2 separate regions of the Mus musculus genome follow, and region 2 is linked to region 1. A link is a contact called in public Hi-C data. All regions are on one chromosome and are shown on one strand. Each heading gives the region's core, a stretch centred on a gene start, on an enhancer-like site or on the middle of the called end of the contact. The rest is flanking DNA. Distances are from core to core; before and after follow the strand shown.

What was found. Hi-C and Micro-C count contacts between places; a contact is called where the count stands out from the background.
Region 2: a contact with region 1 is called in a Hi-C map of uterus, with 3 times the contacts expected there. The contact joins the promoter of Tcf7l2 here to the promoter of Gpam in region 1.

Annotation. Positions count from the first base shown.
Region 1 is chr19:55,098,041-55,102,910 of GRCm38.p6, forward strand. It overlaps Gpam (glycerol-3-phosphate acyltransferase, mitochondrial), which reads right to left and starts at 1,437. Exons shown (of 21, transcript NM_008149.4): 1 at 1,289-1,437. It overlaps Gm31356 (a long non-coding RNA gene), which reads left to right and starts at 1,503. Exons shown (of 3, transcript XR_001782666.2): 1 at 1,503-1,592.
Region 2 is chr19:55,738,538-55,743,579 of GRCm38.p6, forward strand. Tcf7l2 (transcription factor 7 like 2, T cell specific, HMG box) reads left to right here and starts at 3,273. Exons shown (of 15, transcript NM_001331146.1): 1 at 3,273-3,993; 2 at 4,239-4,305; 3 at 4,536-4,660. The coding sequence starts at 3,805. It overlaps Gm31734 (predicted gene, 31734), which reads right to left and starts at 4,666. Exons shown (of 3, transcript NR_168128.1): 1 at 4,625-4,666; 2 at 3,672-4,055; 3 at 1,068-2,153.

The sequences.
Region 1 (4,870 bases), core at 187-2,686:
AGAGACAAAAACTTTTTTATTATTTATTTATGGATGTGTGTGCATGTATAGGCATATACATATGAGTGCTGGAGGAGGCCAATACTGCACATCAGATCCCTGGAGCTAGGTCGTGAGCTACCTGATGCAAGTGCTGGGACCAAACTCTGATCCTCTGAAAGATCAGCGGGACTGTTAACCACTGCGCCACATCTCCAGCCCCAGCGTAAGCTTACTTGGTAAGACATTTTATATGTATGAATGCAGCTTTTTTTAATTTTTAAAAACCTTATATCATCTTTATTTAATTATTTTAGCTGCTGGCTTCCCCCTGCCCCCCAGCATTAGATTCTTCTCTTAAAATCAAAATCCACCTTCAGTGAGAGAACACTGTTCTCTAAGAGGAACACCTGGACTCTTTACAATCCCCACGTGGATTTGCTCCGATAACTGTTTAGCCTCAAAACAACATCTGCCCTTAGCCGTTCAGCATAAGCAATCAGCTGACACCAGAGATCAGTAAAGCACCCCATCTGGTGGGAAAAGTTCTTTATTATAAAGATTCGACGCCCCCTCCCCCTACCAACTTCCGGTTCTGAATGGCCACACAACGGAGGGGGGCCGGGAGTGGGGGAGCACACTGCAGCCTGAGAAAAGAAATGAGGCGATCGGAGGAGGAAAGGGAGGCTTGTGCCAACAGACGTCCAAGCCTTGCTCCTCCAGCCCCACAGGGTTTACTTGAGGTCAAGCCAGATTTTTTTACAGGAGAGGGGAGGAGAATAAAAGAAAAGAATCCCAGAGGCTCTAAACAGCAGTGCTGAGCAGGGAAGAAAACAAAATCTGACAGTGGGCCACAGGCAGGGGCAAGGGGGCCCCTCTGGAGTTCAAGGCCCCGTCTGCACACCACGCATGTGAATTTGGACAAGTTGGTTAACTACTACGCCTTGCTTCTCCCATCTGGAAAATGGGCAGCATGCCACCCGACAGCTGTGTCCGGCTGCAGGGAGGGCAGGGGTCTCCATAGCACGCCCGGGACACTGTGGGGTACGCGGGGCTGCTGTCAGCGGGCGGTCCCTGGAGCCAGCTGCTCGCGGAGTCCCCCGCTGCCTCGGTTTCCCTCCCGGCCCCCCGGGACGGAGCGTGCTGGGATGTCAGCCCTGCTGGTGCTGTCACTGCAGCCCGGTCCCTGGAGCGATACCGTGCCCACCCATCCGGGAGCCCGGCCCACTCCAGGGGGAACCCGGGTGTCCGCCCCGGACTCTTGCAAAGCCTCGGGCGGGCCCAGGGAGAGCGGCGCCCACCCACGCACCTGACCCCGCGCTCCGGCCCAGCGGCGTCTGCAGCCGCAGCCCGCACCGCGCACAGCGCACCGCGCTCCTCTCCACCCGCCCGGCAGCTCGCGCCTGGGCGCACGCAGCTGCCAGCGCTTCGGCTCTGCGCCTGCTGCAGCGGCGCGCCGCGATGACGCGGGCGGCGCGCGGCAGTGACGTCGGGGCTGCCGGCCGCCAGGCTTAGCGTAAGGCGCTTGGAGGAAGGGGACGGTGGGGACGGAGAGCATGGGGAGTGAGCCTGATGTCTACACTGCCCAAGCTGCATGCTTCGTGCATCGGCCGGTGGGTCTGTCTGTCTGTCTGCCATCTCCCTTGCGTGACCTCAGCTAGCCTAGGCTAGCACCAGGCCCTGTCCTGTGGCGGAATGCATTCGGGCTGCGTGGGTTTAGGTACTTGTGCGTGATCTTGCCTTTTTGTATGTGAGACCAAGCTCAATTTGTGAAGAATGAAGAGGCAAGGACTGCAGAGTGCAACGTTGTGAAATGTCTGAGTGACCGAGCCCGCAACGGCGAAAAAAATGTAGAATAGACAAAGGAAGGCTTGAAAGATAACTAAAAACATGCCCATAGCTCCCTAGAACCCAAATGCCTGGGCCCAGCACATCAGACATAAACAGAGAGGCCGCTCCTCTCCCTCTGTCCCCAGCAGTTGTCCCTGCTGTGGCCCGGAGATGCTGTCCCTCTCCTGTTGTGCTTCTGCCTCTCATCCCAGCACTCTGTAGTCCCAGAACTGCTTCTCCAAGCCTTCCCTTCCACCCCATTCCTCCATTATCACAGCCTCCTGCGACATCTCAAAGATTAACCAGAGCACCATGTCTCAGGTCCTCATCCATCGGTGTCAGACTGCAAACCCATGGCAGCGACAGTGCCTTACATCAGGGTCCTAATTAATATGTTATAATAAGCACCCAGTAAATACTGGGAGCTGAGGCACAACAAGAAAAACTAGATTTCCTTAGCTTGAACTTTCCACTTCTCTTTATAAACCCATCCTACAAAGCAAATATTCTCTTCTGGGAAACAACCCCAGAGAGTAGAAGTGGCCATTCATCAAGGACCCTGCCTTGATTTAGCCTCACATGTACCTTAGCAAAAAAAAAAAACAAACATACTTCACTAAGGCTCTCAAGGAGTGTATATTGGCTACAAAGAGTAATTTCTTATCCCAAAACATTGTGAAATTTTGTGCACAGGATACAGGGGCCCTAACAACAAAACAGGCATGGAAGGAAAGCATGAAGAAAAACTTTAGATTGATAAAGAAGATAAGAGAAATGAATTAGACTGACAAAGAAATTCTAAAATGTAAGCCATATGGAAAGTGTGTCTTACATAAAACTCAGTCATAGTGACTCTTCTTGCACAAGAGTGGCTGTGCATGTGAATGTGGGTTTGCCGTGCTAAGTTCTGGTTACATAATGAAAATTGTTTTGGAAACAGGTGGCACCCTAAGCAATTTATTTTATCAGCAGAGTGATTTATAGTAACCAGTCTAGCCAGTCAAGATGGAGCAACAGGGGAGAATTTGCTGTCTTATTTAATACAAGAAAAACCAAACAGGCAGTATAAAACAGTGACATTCAAGAATCAGACATTCTGTACCTTAGGTCGACAGTCCAAGGGGAGGCACACAATGAGCTGAACCCTGTACTTGCTTTGGCTTATCACCTAGAGAGAGTTATCAGGCTTCAGTACAGAAAGAAGGAATTCAGCCAGGTTTAGGTAGACTGAAATGAGGAGATAGAATTGAGAGACTATGGGTGTCAAAGCAGGAGCAACATCAGAGTACCAGAGAGGAGAAAGCTATGTGGCAAAAGAAGCCATGGAGACCTGCAGACACAGGTTCAGGGAAGAAGAACACATAAACATGAAGTGAAGAAGAACACTCACTGTGGCTAGCACAATATGGGGACTGCTCTTGGATCTACAAGTCATAGCTAAAAGATTCTCGGTGGTCATAAAGGATGCTTAAAATGCCTGATCTTCAAAGACTCTAGAAACCTCATTATTTATGACATAAATGATCTCACCTCAGTAGCAGAGCAAAAATAGCCCTACAATAAAGTCATATTATGGTCATATTTAACAACCCTAAAAACCCAGTGCCACCCCTACCCCTTGGACAATTTCAAAAACAAGCATACAAACAAAAGACCACCAAAGTACCCAAGAATAAAGCATGAGGATGCTTACAGGGAACAAAATTTAAAATATCCTGTTCCTCACAAAGTGAGATTCTCAGTGTTTCAAATTGAGATTGTAGGCAGGCATGCAAAAAGAAAAGAAAAAAGAAAACAGGAAAGAGTGATGCACAGCAGAAATGGAGAAACCCATGAATCAAGAATGCTAGAGCTAGCAGAGTTAACAGCAAGTAGAAGAGAGACATGGAAAAAAGATTCAGCCAGATCTAGACCGGGAGAGGATGTGGCTCAGCTGGTATGTGGCTTGCCAAGGTGGCATGCGTGAAGTCGTGCACCCTGTCTCTACCACCACATAAAAGGAGGTGTGGTGATACAGAACAGACCTTGAATACCAGCACAGAAGAGGCAGAGAGTCAGAAGTTCAAAGCCACCCTCCACCATACGGTGAATTTAATGCCAGCTGGGCCACAAGAGACCCCATCTTAGAAATCCAAATCAAAGTCACAAACCTTATAAAAGCATTGGGATTTTTGTAAACATATAAACACATACATACACACCTGTGATGAATTCACAGCAGGTTAAATGTTACCAAAAAGTAAAATAAATTACTTTAAAACATCGTGTCAGAGCTATGTGGAACACAGCACTGGGGAACCAGAAGTAAATAATGAACAGGGACGGCATCAGGGGACTTGGGTGGGTGCATGTGATTGGTGTCCCTGGAGGGAGGAGAAAGATAAACACTGAAAGAATTCATGTCTGGAAGACCTAGGCTGTAAGATATGTCACTGACTTCCAAAGAAACAACAAAATGCTATATATTGAAATCTGAACCTACACAAAGGAGTTACAGGATCTTAAGGACCCCCAAAGTATTTTTTTATTAAAATTACCTTTAAAAGATAGCAGACTGCTTACAACAAAAATAAAAACAATATACTGTGCAGTTAATAGCATATATAACTAACGTGTGACCAGAGAAGGAAGTGTAACCAACAGAGACAGAAGGTGGAGGAGAAACGACGGAAACTCAAGTCTTACTCAGACCAAGATCCACATTTTCCCACTATTTGCATTGCCTGTTTAATAGTCCGTCTTTAAAAGGCTTCCTTCAGTGATCTAAACGAACCTGAGGACATTTGTTCCAGTTGCTACTGATCCACAAATGTACACTTCCCCACAAAAGAATAGCACTAACTGAATTCAAAATCCAATCATGTAGTCGCCATGGCATTGCTTGATTTCAAATATAACAATTATTCTAGAAAGCTTTATTAGAAGAAATCATTTGAATGATGAAGAGGTCCATGATTTTTTTTTCTCCTCATCTTTTCTCCAGGCTCCTTTTGGGTATTCAATTATTCAGTAAATATTTATAAAGCTGCTACTTTATGCCAGGCACTCTGCTGTAAATATG
Region 2 (5,042 bases), core at 2,023-4,522, 640 kb after region 1:
TCATTAACACAAACCCACTATAAGAAAGTCAATGGAAGAGAGTCCATAGGCAATGCCAAGAAGCCAGGAGCAGGGGTAGAGAGGAGAGAGTGAGGCTGCAGGACAGCCTGGAACGGCCCAGGAAGGGGCTCCAAGAGATGAGAGAGCAGCCTTTCCATCCATTTTGCCCATTCCCACATGCAAAGACAAGGATGTCCAAATACCTTGCAAGGTCCAAGCCAACATCAGGACCAGTCTGGCCGTCTCTCTTGCATCTTTAGTATCTTTGTTATTTGGTCAGAATTCAGTCATTTAAATTAAGAGTCATCAGGGCATAAAGAGAAGGAACTTGAACACTTGGACATGAGTCGGCTGGTATTTAAAGAGGTCTTGCCAAATCTATAAACTGCAGGTCTACATGGTGGGCCAATCTGGCTTTTTTTTTTTTTTTTTTTTTTTTGAGACAGGGTTTCTCTGTGCAGTCCTGGCTGTCCTGGACTCACTTTGTAGACCAGGCTGGCCTTGAACTCAGAAATCCGCCTGCCTCTGCCTCCCGAGTGCTGGGATTAAAGGCGTGTGCCACCACGCCCGGCCAATCTGGCTTTTTGTTGTGCATATATCATATCATATCATATCACATCACATCACATCACATCACATCACATCACATCACATCACATCACATCACATCACATCACATCACATCACATCACATCACATCACATTTATCTTGCTTCCTGCAGTGGCATTCCTTGCTCTCTCCTCTTTCCCTACCCATCTGGATACCACCACAGGCCACAACAGGGACTAAGAAGTCAGTGAGAACTTTCTGCTTTCTCTCCCCAGGCCTTTTTTATAGCACCAAACAATGAAATTAAATGTGGCCTATAGGCTGTCAAGGAATAACTTTTAGTTGCTTAATTAAGTTGGGAGATTTAAGGGAAGATTCAAAGGTTCCCTTTGAATGAGAAAATAAGGCTATGTCAAACTAGATGATGGCATTGGTCACTAACAAGAGCCCTTAGCATCCTGTTTGCACGTGATAAAACGCAGTATGCTCATAAGAGCGATGCTTTAACAGTTTTGACTTAGTATATTCATAAGTTTTTATTGCACAACCAGACCCCTAAGGAACACAGAAGACCCTATTATTCAACTTGATGAAGATCAGGGTTAAAGTAAAATACAAACAGAATCCAAACCCATCCTGCAGGACAAAGAATTGGTTATAAAACAGTTACTATGAAAGGGCTCTCATTTATGTCAACAAGCCCCTGAAACAGGCCTTGGCATAGTCTATATTGTGCAGAGACCAGCTTGGGTACAAGATGTATTCAGGTGGCAATTAGCAAGTGTGTAAAGCTGCCAGCTTGATTACATACCTAGCTAAACAGCTAGATGTCGGGCTAGATGTGTAGTAATCTAAAGGCATCCAGGGGAGGCCCAGGAAGGGGACAGCTCAGTCGTTTGTGCACTGATTCAAGACTGGGCTGCATTTCATGCTTCGTGTTTTTACTTGGTGTCTTGAAATATTCCCCTTTCTGTCTCTGCTCTCCCTCTTAGATACTGCGCTGTCTTATTTATTTATGAAGTCTGAAGGTTAGTCCTACCTGCTGAGACTAATTAGCCCTCTGCTTTGTGTCCCATGCAAGCCGTCCGATGAAATGTACACATTTGTTTTGCTTTTTTTTTTTTTTCCAGGCTCTTTCTCTCTCCCTCCACTTCTGGTTTTCTGATGAATATGAAAGTTGGGAGGTGGGACTGTGATTCTCACCCGCCTCGCCCACCCCATCCTTATTTTGTCTGCATCTTTCCCTTTAGTGTGCAAATGTGCTTGGGATTTTTTTTTTTCCCAGTGCAGGGGAATTCGTTAGCCTTGTGAATCTCAGGATCGTTGTTTTCCGTTGTCTTCTTTCTGAGGCCTTAGCCTGTAGAACAGTTTTGTTGAAACCCCAAATTCTCTAAATATTACACAGTAAATTGGTTACTTTTGGAAATCTACAACAGATGAGCTTATTAAAGGGGAGGGTGGGTTAATTTAATACGTGGTGGACCTCAGGATAACATCACACCTAATGGCAGTTGCCAGTCCCCACTGACTCATTCTTTCTGATTTCTTTTTTCTTTGCTTCCTCTTGCCCGTTGGACGTCCCAGTCCACTTCTCATTGGTTATCTGCAAGGGAAAGGCTCTTCTGAGTCTACCAGACAGAAACACGGTTTGGGGATCCACCTTTCTCCTTTAACATAATTTTCTCCACCACCTCATAGCAAATCGGTTTGCCCTCACTGGAGCCTAATAACCAACAAACACCCATCTCAACTCCCAGGCTGCCCACCTCTTCCCAAGGGCTTCTGGGCCAGCTTTGGTGACTTTCTCCTGTCAGGGCCCTCAGCATCTAGAGCCTTAGGGCATTTCATCTCAGTCCCCTTTGGAGAAAAACTCCAGCTCTACTCATCCCCAGGGCTTGGTGAACTTTCACTTTTATTTTTCCCTGCAGCTGTTAACGCCCAAACATTTCACCTCCAAAGGACTTGGATCCTACATCACTTCCTACTTCCAACGTCAGTTAAAAAAATAAAAAAAAAACCTTTACATTTTCCTTAAGGATATTTTTAATACCCCAGACAATTTGTTTTCTTGGATAAAACGCCTTCTTGGCATATTTAACCTAGTGGGACTTTACATTGAATGACATGATTCACTGTCATTAAACAAGCCAAGGGAGGGGAGCCTTACCCTCCCTGTAGATGGCCCAGCCTCTCTGCTTCCCCTGGTTCTCTCAGAGCAAGAGAGGTAAGCCTTCTTTTGGACCAGTCGTGTCTTTTCCCGCCCCAGTGCGGCCGACTTCATCGGGGACTTAACCACTGAGCACCCCGTCCTTGTGTCCCATAGTCCTCCCCTCCTGGACCCCATCTTCAGGACTTCTTGGCTAACACTTTTTCTGGGCCTCTCCCCATCCCCGCCCCCCAAGTGGGCTTTCCTTCCGCCTTCCCCGGCTCAGATTCCGGACTGGGTTGCCACCCCCTTCCCCTCCTCTCCCGGTCCGCATTGTCTTTCGGAACCCGCCCCCTCCAGGAGCGAGGCCCGCACCGTCCGGGCGCCCGGCTCGCACGCTGAGCACAGGCCGCACCCCGCGCGCCTCCCGCGGCCCCGGCCCGCCCCGCTCCCTCTCCCGGCGCCCAAAGGATCATTGTTGGCCGCCCCCGCCCCGCCCACCCCGGCTGTTTATTTATGCACACGTCACCGGGGAGGCCCCGCCCCCTGGCATCTCATTAAGGCGAGTGTGTTCCTCTCGCCCTGTCAATAATCTCCGCTCCCAGACTACTCCGTTCCTCCGGATTTCGATCCCCCTTTTTCTATCTGTCAATCAGCGCCGCCTTTGAACTGAAAAGCTCAGTCTAACTTCAACTCACTCAAATCCGAGCGGCACGAGATCCTTCGGTGTCTTCGGCTTCCCCCCCCTTTGCTCTTATATCTGACTTCTTCTTGTTGTTGTTGTTGTTTTTTTTACCCCCTTTTTTATTTATTATTATTTTTTTTTTTTGCACATTGATCGGATCCTTGGGAACGAGAGAAAAAAAGAAACCCAAACTCACGCGTGCAGAAGATCTCCCCCCTTCCCCTCCCCTCCTCCCTCTTTTCCCCTCCCCAGGAGAGAAAGACCCCAAAGCAGGAAAAAAAAAAGTTAACCTTGGACTCGTCTTTTTCTTGCAGTATTTTTTTGGGGGGGACTCGCAAAACTTTTTTTTTTTTTTTTTTTTTTTTTTTGCTTTTTTTCCTCCTTCATTTTTCTTCCAAAATTGCTGCTGCTGGTGGGTGAAAAATGCCGCAGCTGAACGGCGGTGGAGGAGATGACCTAGGCGCTAACGACGAGCTGATCTCCTTCAAAGACGAAGGCGAGCAGGAGGAGAAGAACTCGGAAAACTCCTCGGCGGAAAGGGATTTAGCCGATGTCAAGTCCTCGCTGGTCAATGAATCAGAGACGAATCAAAACAGCTCCTCCGATTCCGAGGTAGGAAGAGCCCCTCGGGCTGGCGGGTGGCTCCAGCCGGTTCCAGGGCCGGGAGAGCGGGGCTGGAAGGCGAGCGAGGCGAGGCGGGTCGGGCTTGCGGGCGGCGCGGACGGTGGCCCGGGCTGCTGGCTGCGAAAACTTGTAACCGTGTTTTTCTGCACCCCTTTCTCCGCCGACCCTCCCTTCCCGCACCCCCTCGGCGCGGCTATCGCCCCTCGCCCTCCCCACCTCGCCCCTCCGGGAAGGCGGAAAGACGGCCTCCGCCTCGCTCCGAAAGTTTCCGAGATAAATCCCGGGAAAGTTTGGAAGAAGGTGAGTGCGCCCCGCGCGCCCCCAAAACCGCGCGGTTGCGTTCCCCCTCCCCGGGGTCGGCCTGGCGGGTGCCCTCGCCCCACTCCCCACCCACCCTACCCGAGTTCCCGCGCCGGCCGGGCCCCGGGGACGCGCGCGGGCCCTCGGGGGGACACTTGCTAAAAAGTTTCTCCCGCTCTCTCCCGCGCCGCGCGGCCGCCGCCGTCCCCTCCGCCGCCCCGCCATGTTAGCGGCCAAGAGGCAAGATGGAGGGCTCTTTAAGGGGCCACCGTATCCCGGCTACCCCTTCATCATGATCCCCGACCTGACGAGCCCCTACCTCCCCAACGGATCGCTCTCGCCCACCGCCCGAACCGTAAGTGCCACCGCGCTCCCCGCCCTGCCCGCCTGCCGGCCCCGCATGCCCTGCCCCTCCCCCGCCCCGCCCCTCCCCCCTCCCCTCCCCCCCTCGCGGCCCGAACTCTCCAAACTTTTTCTCTGCCTTTTGTGGACTGGGTTTGTTTGCGCTTCGCCATGTTCTGGCTTTTCTTGTGCTTGCCTCACGATTCGGGGAGCCTTTTTTTTTTTTTCCTCAGGCAGGGCTCTGTTGGGGTGCCAATCTGAACTTTTAATTTTTCTTTCTCTTTTCTTTTTTCATTTTTTTTTTTTTTGAGCTCTGATTTCCCCCTCCCCCCTCTTGCTGGTGGTGTTTGTTTCTTGTCCCTGGGAAGAGGACTGTGTGGCTCTTTCTTCTCCCT